Linked DNA regions of Triticum aestivum: region 1 is linked to region 2. Evidence: chromatin contacts called from public Hi-C data. All regions are on one chromosome and are shown on one strand. Each heading gives the region's core, a stretch centred on a gene start, on an enhancer-like site or on the middle of the called end of the contact. The rest is flanking DNA. Distances are from core to core; before and after follow the strand shown.

Region 1 (4,859 bases), core at 428-2,927, 140 kb after region 2:
TGTCGTCCGTTCGGCACTCGGTCATCGGTGATTTGGATCACGGCGAGTACGGCTCCATCAACCCCGTTCATTGGAACGCTTCCGCTCGCGATCTACAAGGGTATGTAGATGCACTCCTTTCCCCTTATTGCTAGTATACTCCATAGATGGATCTTGGTGATGCGTAGGAAATTTTAAAATTCTACTACGATCCCCAACACGCTTGCGCACTCCGGCGAACCTGTACGTGGGATCCGACGACCGGCTGTTCGAGGGAGATCGGACGAGGAGGAGCCGACTCCGGAGATGCGCTGCCCCAACTCTACTTCTGCTGCATGGCATTGTGCGTCTAGTGGTAACGATCCGTGATCCGTTCCCGTAGCATGTTCCTGGATGTCCTGCGGGTAGGAATTTTAAATTTGCAGTCGACGCACCCTACCATAGAACCCAACACCTCGAGATCGTGAGATGTGTTCTAACTCTAGGCTAAACGTACGTGATTGTGTTGAAGTCCCCTCTACGGGTTAAACCCTTTGGCTTATACACACGTCAGGTAGGATATCTAGGGTTACAAGGTCGGTATCTAGGCGTGGAGGCGGTAGGAGAAGTCTTCGAGTATACGTCGAGTCTTCGGTGGATGTAGTCTTGATCTCACCTCCAGCGTGCGGCTTCCGGGATCCATCTTGAGAAGAATGAGGGACCACTCGCCCAGCCCGAGGAATACGGGCCGACTAGGTTAGTACCCCCTAGTCCATGACACCTTCAGCCGCCTTCATCGATATTTGTGCATGTCTCTGTGTCGCCGAGCCTGCCATTGGCGCCTCTTCCCCACGATCAGCACACGATTCCTCCCCCGTCCTATGTTTCAATTCTGAGCAGCTGCTCTATATGCATCTGCTGATGTAATCTGTACTAAATCAAGCAAATCACTATATATATCATTCTTCATTGGGTATCCTTTTGCACTAAAGTAAGAGGGTTTTGATAGTTAGCGATTCAAGATAATTTTTTGTGAAATGGTAACCACTGCACGTTTGGTACACAAGAATCTATTAAATGTTGCAGTTGTTAGCAATGCAATTGGTTCTATGCGTTTCAGTAGTATATATTTACTGTTGCATTTTTATTTTTCTTCCAACCGTGTTGGGTCTCAACTGCATATTTTTCAACTCCATCACATGTTTCAACAGAATGCCGTGTTTGGACGATATTTTCAACTACACCCTTTCAACTGCATCTCACATGTTGATACTACATTTTCGATCGTGTCTGATGTCTTTTTTGGGGGGTATTTTGGTAGTGAAAATTCTAGTTTTTTTAGTCTATACTAGTGAAAGTTCTAGTTTTTTTTAGTCTATACTAGTGAAAGTTCTAGTGCACAAAGAATAGTAAGATGCAAATTCCCAAATTGTGAAGCATGAACTGGGCTTGTACGAGAGGCTTAGGGCGTCCCATTCCAGTGCAGGCCGTCTTATCAGTCCACGACCCTACGTGCACGCAGCACCTCTGAACCGATCAGTAAAAAAGATCGCGCTTGGGCTCGCAAATTGCCGTGCGACGCGTGCAGGGGGTCCTAACCATGGTCAGCTCCTGACCGCACCGCCCCCTCCACCTAACCCGAGCGCCGAGCCGGAGGAACACGGCCCCGCCCCGCCTGTCTCTCTCTCCCTCCCTCTCCCCTTTATTAAACGCACACGGAAATGCAGCACGCAGTGTTGGGGAAACGGAAAGGAAACCCGGAAAAGAAAACAGAGCAGGACTCCACTCCACACTCCACTCTCCTCCCCCTCCTCACTCTTTTTGGATCGTAAGGAAACGCGGAAGAAAAATCCATACGCGATCGTGGAGGGGAGGACATTTTGATCGGTGTTGGTTTCCCAAGGCGGAGACGAGGGTACATGGTGGCCGTCATGGATCGAGGCGTGGACGGGAGGACGGGGAGGGGCCAGCAGTGGAGGCGCGCGAGCCCTTTCTCCCGCTCTTTGCTCCTCTTCTCGCAGTAATCGGGGAAGGTGGTGGTGGTGGTGGTGGTGCCGGTGCCATCTGAATTTCTGTGGAACTCGCCATGAAGCGGCCCGGCGGCGGAAACCCCTCCTCCCACCTCCAGATGGCCAGCCCCAATGGTAAATTGCCAGCCCTCTTTCTTTCTTTCTTTCTTTCTGATGGGAATTCGTTCTGTGGAGGTGAAGGGCGCGGAAATCTGAGTCTTTGTGTGCGTGTTTGATTAGATATGGACTACGGCGTGGTCGGGATGGAGGCGGACGGGGACGCGGAGGAGGAGATGATGGCGTGCGGCGGCGGCGGCGGCGGCTGCGGGGGAGGGGAGAAGAAGCGGCGGCTGAGCGCGGAGCAGGTGCGCGCCCTGGAGCGGAGCTTCGAGGTGGAGAACAAGCTGGAGCCGGAGCGCAAGGCGCGGCTGGCGCGCGACCTTGGCCTGCAGCCGCGCCAGGTCGCCGTCTGGTTCCAGAACCGCCGGGCGCGCTGGAAGACCAAGCAGCTCGAGCGCGACTACAACGCGCTGCGCCACTCGTACGACGCGCTCCGCGTCGACCACGACGCCCTCCGCCGCGACAAGGAGGCCCTCCTCGCCGAGGTCCGTGCCGCTCACGCCCGCTTCTTAGTATTGTACGTGCGCAATGGCTGATGCTCGATGCTTGCGCGCCTCGTGTGATACAGATCAAGGATCTGAAGGGAAAGCTGGGGGACGAGGAGGCCGCGGCCAGCTTCACGTCGGTGAAGGAGGAGCCGGCGGCGTCCGACGGCCCGCCGCCCGCGGGCATGGGGTCATCCGACAGCGACTCGAGCGGGGTGCTGAACGACACGGACGCGACCGGCGCCACGCCAACAGAGGAGGCGCCGGCTCCGGAGATGGGGACGCTGCTCGGCGGGCCCGGGGCGGCCGGCGCGGCGGCGGCGGGGCACGGGCAGGTGTTCCTGCACGGGAATTTCCTGAAGGTGGAGGAGGACGAGACGGGGTTCCTGGACGACGAGGAGCCGTGCGGGGGGTTCTTCGCCGACGAGCCGCCGCTGGCGTGGTGGACGGAGCCGACGGATCCCTGGAAATGAGGCGCGGCAGAGAGCGAGAGACTCGGTGGGAGACGACGGACACCTCGCGCTGGGAATAAAAGATTAGTGAAGAAAGCAGGGGCTTTTCTGAAATTTTTGTAAATCTCGTTTTTATCTAGTCCTTTCCTGTCAAACCCTCGCCGTCGCTAGGCAGCCAGCATCAGCAATAGTACTACTACTACTACTAGTGCCATTTCCGCCCCTGCTCTTTCAGCTATTTCCTTTTTCCTCCCATAAACCCTTGCCTTTTAGCTAAAAACTTAAATGTTTAAGTTAAGCTGGACTCAAGTGTAAAAAGCTACACGGGATAGGGACAAGGGGAAAAGGACAGTGTGGAGCGAGCAGTGAAGAGGAAGGGAGGGAGCAGCAAGCAACGACGGGCGGGCCACGGAACAGCGTCGCTGTTGGGTGGGCCCCGGAGGCCACGTGAAGCGCAGGCATTGGGCCTCCCATTGACCGGGCTGGCCTAAGCTTTAGCGCTTGATGGCAGCGCGCAGAGTCGTAACCGACAGCCATCCGCCCCGCGACGCCAACGTGCCTGGCCCAGTCCGCGCCCCCTTCGTCCACGGCGGGCCTCCCCCGCGAGAGCGACCGCCGACGGCGACCCGCGCGTACGTGCGTGGTGGCGCACGCGCTCGCTCTCCCCCGTCGTCGCCGGTTCCCTCGGATCGAGCCCTCGCGCTTTCCCTGCTATTCTCGTACGTAGTAGCAGTTGTTGTGCCGCCGTCGAACCTGATGCACGCTCCCCCGGTACAAGAAAGAAACAAAGAAATCATGTGGAGATCGGAGCGCGGCTCTCATGATGCCAAGCCTTTTGGAGGCTATAGAATAGGCCCCTCGCGCCTGGAGATTCCGTGGGCAGCGGGCGCGTCGCCGTGCCAATCGAGTGCGTTTTGGAAGATCTGGTGACCGTGATGATGGGCAATCAGGCGCGGCACGTACTACTCGATCCAGGAGTGGTAGCCCGTGGTGGGGGAAGGAGGAAAGATCGCCGGAGCCGTGGCCGCCGTGCCCGTGCGGAATATTCTGTCGGAATGATTACCGGCACCGGTCCGGTTAAGTAAGACTCCCGGCGTGCATGCCGTGCTTTGCCCACCTGAAACCTCGTGCTGCTGGTATATTGTTCGAATGCGGCCGAGCGCTTCTCCGGCTAGACTCGCTCTTGTTTATGCCCCTCGAAGCAGACGATTCCTCGCTGCTCAACTGTCGATTTTTTGTTTTGTTTGTAACACTACTTAAAGCAACTCCAATGGGGCGACCGCACGCGTCCGTTTGGGTCGGCGCGGATAAAAGTGGAGTCCCAACGCGCCGACCCAAACTCAAATCGTGCCCTTCTGGTGTCCGTGCCGACTCATTTTCGGCCCAAAATTGCGCCCGAAATGTGTCGGCGCGGACGCGAAGCGGACGCGCCGCGCGTCTCCTCGCCGTCCGCCGCGTCCCCACCTGGCGGCCACCCAATTTATGACGACCACCGACCGCGGGCCCACGCGTCAGCCAATGGAAGTGTCTTTTTTAACCACGCGTGCGGCAGGGTCGGCCTCATCCACTTCTCCCGTCCACATCTGGCCCCCACCACTCCCTTTGCTTCCTCGTCGGCGACCGCAAACCCTAGCCATGGGCCTCTTCGGCAGCAGCAATGGCAAGGGCACCCCCGGCGCCTCGTCCTCCCGTGCTCACCTTCCCCCTTCTCCTCCTCCTCCGGCAGCGACGCGTTTCCGCCCTGGTCGCCGGCGCCTGCACATCCCGGTGCATCAATCGCGGTGGCACTGGGAGTACAGGCAGCCATTGCCGTACCCCGATGTCACGCTGCCGCA
Region 2 (4,936 bases), core at 1,684-4,183:
GAGGAACCTTCCCGGGTATGTCAGACTAAATATTCACCCATAAATTCCATGCACAATTTTCTTATATGCAGCCAAAAGATCTTTTTCGTTTTCCCATGATCTCCAACATCTGTCACATACTTGAAAAGTTAATCATTTTTTATATGTTTTTTTTGTATTTTCCACGACTCCCTGCAATTCAAGAGTTCAGTGGCTCAAACTTTGAATTTCTTGTTGCTAGATATGCCATTGGTGGTCTTGCAGGTGGTGAAGATAAAGACTCGTTTTGGCGTGTTGTTGCCCAGTGCACCGCTGGGTTGCCTGAAGATAAACCACGATATGTTATGGTAAGTTATAAACTTGTCAAATTGCTCATGTTAAGCCGATTGTGCTTGATACGATTCACCCTTGTTTCAGCTTTCAACAACGCAGCACGCAGAACTTGTTTGGTTAACGGTTGCTGTTTTTCTGATATGCAGGGTGTTGGTTATCCACTTGATATTGTAGTATGCAGTGCTTTGGGTGCAGATATGTATGACTGTGTCTATCCAACACGCACTGCTCGCTTTGGGAGCGCACTTGTGCCTGAGGTAGGAAAATTCTGTCCCTGACAGCCCTATGCAATTCAAGCTGGGTGAAGCATTTTATTGTAGCACTGATATATTTCAGTCTTTTGGCATTCAAAGAACTTATCTTACATTAGCCTGATATGGGTAAGAACAGTAACATATGCAACCATAGTCCATTCGAAATTCTGAGATCACATCCTCTGTGCTTTCCTCAGTCAGCATTACTGTAGCGAACTCACATGAGAGGTGTGTCCGTGTGAGTGAATGGGAGGGGATATTGTTTCTTCTAGAAACCCCATAAGCTGGACTTGCTGATAAACCATTTGATGGTGTTGCAATGGGGACCCTGGCATTTATGCTTGTTGGGTATACTGTCTAAATTAACTGTGCTTGTTGTAGAAGCAGGCACATTTATAGCAGGTTTAGGCTTTAAGCTTATGTTAAGATAGTCTTAATTTCTAAGTTGGTGCTAATCTAGTTCCTTTAACTTTAATTCCCGTTGATGATTTATTGAACTTCTTTTTTTCTGCATCATCTTAGGGTGTTCTGAAGTTGAAACAAAATGCAATGGCAACTGACGAACGGCCCATTGATCCTTCCTGTCCATGTATGGTATGGCTTCAACAACACTAGGAACAAAGTGGTAAACTGATTGATATAATTACAATCTTTGGAGTTCTGTAACATGGTTGTCTTGTTGTTCAGGTCTGCAAAAACTATACCCGTGCATACTTGCATTGTCTGGTCACGAAAGATCCTATGGGTTCTCAACTGCTGTCATATCACAATTTATCATTTATGGCGCGGGTATCCTGTCATTTTTTTTGGCTGAGTTGTTCATTTTGAGCACAGTTGGCTATTGTTTGATCACTCTCATTTCTGTTTCAGTTAAGTAGAGATCTCCACATGTCGATTCTTGAAGGGCGATTTCCAGAGTATGTTGTCTCATTCGACATAAATCTGCCTGATTATTCAGTTAAATTGTGTGCTGTTAAATAACGAAATTCTGCTGACATGTTTGCAGATTCGTGAGAGGATTCTTGAGGGTGCAGGTTTGTCTTGCTCTGCAATCTCTGTTCTATCATATATGATTGAACAAAAAATAGCTGAGCAACAAACTGCCTCCTTATACCATCGCCACCCAATCATCTACAGAGCTAAAACCATATTCTTGTCTTGTTATTATCTTTCTTAGTAGTTTGTGTTACCTCTAAACACTAAAATCATGATGATGGCAGTTCCCAAAGGGTGACGTGCCAAAGTGGGTTCACAATGCAATGGAGGTCGCCGGCATCGACATATCGGAGTGCTGCACCCCGACCAACTGCCAGCATGACGCAATGGAGGCTGCTGGCGTCGACATATCGGAGTTCTGCCCGCCGACCAGATGCCCCTGACGCCGAACGCTTGGGAGCATTCATTATGGATACCACGGTACGGATTGACGATAGGGAAGGGTTGTCACGTGGAAGTGATCCCTCATACTTAACATGACGCGTTTTCACGAGGTTTTTTTTGGGTCATAGACTGTAGGCCTGACTCTCATCCACTGCTTCAGCATAGAATTTTCCAACAGTATGCTGAAGCTAGCCGCCCATAGGTTTTGATAGTCTCCAAGGTGTTATAGTATCTGCCATTGATTGTTTGCAAGCTGTTGCAAATGGTTTTGCTGCAAGGACAATCCACGGAAAGTTGTAACAGCATCATTATTTATACTCACGAAAATTGTTGCTGCGATGCAGGTCATTTTGTTTCACTGATTATATATTATATGGCTTCTCCAGTCTTCACACGCTCTTTTTGTCCAAACTCTGGTCTTCATCACACTCTTTGTTGGCTTGAATGTGTATTTCGTGGAATTCTTTGCAATGCTTAGTGTTTGCAGGTGGTCCACTGGCAGGTGGTCCCGCGACGCTGCCGGTTTCATGGCATGGAAAATGTCGCGTGGGAAATGTGTGCGATCTTTCAGGAAAATGACCTGGCTGGTCATCTGGATCGTCCAATCCTCATCGAACGGCAGACGGGGCTGGCAACCAGAATCTACTGGCGCCACGTGTCGACCCCTTGTTGACCGTCGCTTCCCGTCAAAACGCGATGCCTCGCGGGATCCACCACCGGTGACGAGGCTGCTCAGCTCAGCCGCACCACACAGGTGAGCACCAACACAGATTCCGGTGACTGCGACTGGTCCCCACGCCGAGCCCTAGTATCTCCCGGCAAAAACGTGGGCGACACAGCGCTACTCCTTCGGCCGCTGCCAGGTGGGTCCATCCCGGACGCCCAGCACATGACCACACATGTCAGTGGGTGAAATCATCAAGGCGTTAGTTTCGCAGATTCCGCCGTTAGTATCTAGGCTAAAAATGATTATTTCAAAAAGCAGCCATTACAAGTCGATCTCCGGGGACTGAATTCTGAAACCACCGCCCGCCTCTGCTCCTGGACCGCTCCGCCCCCGTCCTCCCGCCGCCGGCGCCGATGGAGCGCCTCCGGGTCGCCGTCTCGCACCGCCCGCCTCTGCTCGTCGGCGCCCCGAACCATCTCCGCCGACGCCAGCTCCACCTCCCCCTCCCGCTCGCATCCCGCCCCCTCTCTTCGCGGCATCGCCTGCTCTCCCCCGCCCCTCGCCGCCACGCGCGGCACCTCCTCGCCTCCCAAACGCCCGGCCCCGAATCCGGCCCTGACCCCGACGCGGAGGCCAGCGCTGAACCGGCCGGCGCCAAGCTCGTCCCGCTCGTCGTCTCCCTGGCGGCCGGCCTCGCCGTGCGCTTCCTCGCGCCGCGGCCCGCCGAGGTGACCCTGCAGGCGTGGCAGCTGCTCTCCATCTTCCTCTCCACCATCGCGGGGCTCGTGCTGGGCCCGCTCCCCGTGGGCGCCTGGGCCTTCCTCGGCCTCACCACCGCCGTGGCCACGCGGACGCTCCCCTTCGAGACCGCCTTCTCCGCCTTCACCAACGAGGTCATCTGGCTCATCGTCATCTCCTTCTTCTTCGCGCGAGGCTTCGTCAAGACCGGCCTCGGCGACCGCATCGCCACCTACTTCATCAAGTGGCTCGGGGGCAGCACGCTCGGGCTCTCCTACGGGCTCACCGTCAGCGAGGCGTGCATCGCGCCGGCCATGCCCAGCACCACCGCCAGGGCCGGGGGCGTCTTCCTGCCTATCATCAAGTCGCTCTCGCTCTCCGCGGGCAGCAAGCCTAACGACCCGTCGTCGCGGAAGCTCGGGTCATATCTTGTGATGACCCAGTTCCAGGTAAGTGGTGTAAATTAATTTTCATTATTCAACGCTGGTTTGATGAACCTGGTGGCTGGTAATTTGGCCATAGAATAGATCGATCATACAATCCTGCCACCATAGGATTCTAACAAATGAATGCGCCAGATGCTCAGTTGCTAATTGTCACAACACTTGAACTCTTGAAGGGTTCAGTGCTCAACTGCCGATCGTGTTACCTTGATTATATTAACCTCTTGTGGAGCGGTGCTCTGCACAGGTTGAAGGTGGTGCAACATTTCTTTGTTACTGATTGGGAGATGTGGGGTGTTAGCATGATTTTCCTAGGCACAATTAGTGCAAGAACCTGTAATTCTATATGCGTCAAATCGATGCTTGCTTGGTCAGAATTTATTTAGTGTACACCCCCCAGTGCTGAAATTAATTTTGGAGCTCTAGCAGTCAGTGTGTTATTTTGTGTATTTCAGTTTCGTGATTTCTCAACAGCCTTTCTAAAGGAAGTATCCTATCAGTTGGAGGATTCTATGGCGAAACTAGAGTAGTGCATTGTTCACCTGATTCCTGATTCCTGACAACATTATTCAGTAAATTGGTGAAGTTGAACTGAAGAAAACTTATCTGGAAATAAAAAGTGACAAACAGTTAAACACAACAGGCATGGTTGAAATATGAAACCTAAGCTTCGTCCATATCGTAGGGTTTACTAAGGTAAGCCACTGGGAGGTACGAATCAATCTGATCAACTGTAAGACCCAGGCCAGCCATTTTAGTCTAATTTTCGTCTAGAGCCTATTTACAGGTTTAAATTGTAAGTACGGAGTATTTGTTTTACTGGATAATGATGGTAACATTTCGTGCATGGAGAATGATGACCATGAGATCACTGATGTAGGAAATAGATGGAGGTGTTAGGAAGAAAGAGTGCTTTCATTATAAAACCAATGCCAACCATCCTAAATGGAAAGTATACTGATGATTTCTTAAAACTGTTGTGCTCAAAGTTAACTATCCTAGCAGGAAAGCTACTCAACTATAAAGATTTTGCTTCTTGCTTGAATGCTATCTTAACTAAACAAAACCCAACCTACAAGTAACAGTGCAAGAGTGACGTTAAAGCTGTTTTATCTACTGGCCTAGCCTTAATTTGTTGTAAA

Evidence for each region. Hi-C and Micro-C count contacts between places; a contact is called where the count stands out from the background.
Region 1: a Hi-C map of leaf shows a contact between it and region 2, with 6 times the contacts expected there. The contact joins the promoter of LOC780585 here to the promoter of LOC123121794 in region 2. A contact is called at or near these places in 5 of 5 Hi-C or Micro-C datasets (leaf, root and an unstated tissue) and 1 of 1 datasets of contacts at active chromatin or transcription factors (leaf).

What each region holds. Positions count from the first base shown.
Region 1 is chr5D:365,481,203-365,486,061 of IWGSC CS RefSeq v2.1, forward strand. It overlaps LOC780585 (homeobox-leucine zipper protein HOX4), which reads left to right and starts at 1,678. Exons shown (of 3, transcript XM_044541854.1): 1 at 1,678-2,102; 2 at 2,208-2,572; 3 at 2,656-3,238. The coding sequence starts at 2,045. The coding sequence ends at 3,045.
Region 2 is chr5D:365,336,375-365,341,310 of IWGSC CS RefSeq v2.1, forward strand. It overlaps LOC123121794 (dicarboxylate transporter 2.1, chloroplastic), which reads left to right and starts at 2,934. Exons shown (of 5, transcript XM_044541853.1): 1 at 2,934-3,800. The coding sequence starts at 3,027. LOC123121793 (queuine tRNA-ribosyltransferase catalytic subunit 1) reads left to right here. Exons shown (of 16, transcript XM_044541851.1): 9 at 1-15; 10 at 221-326; 11 at 459-569; 12 at 1,089-1,160; 13 at 1,254-1,355; 14 at 1,437-1,483; 15 at 1,573-1,600; 16 at 1,787-2,071. The coding sequence ends at 1,945.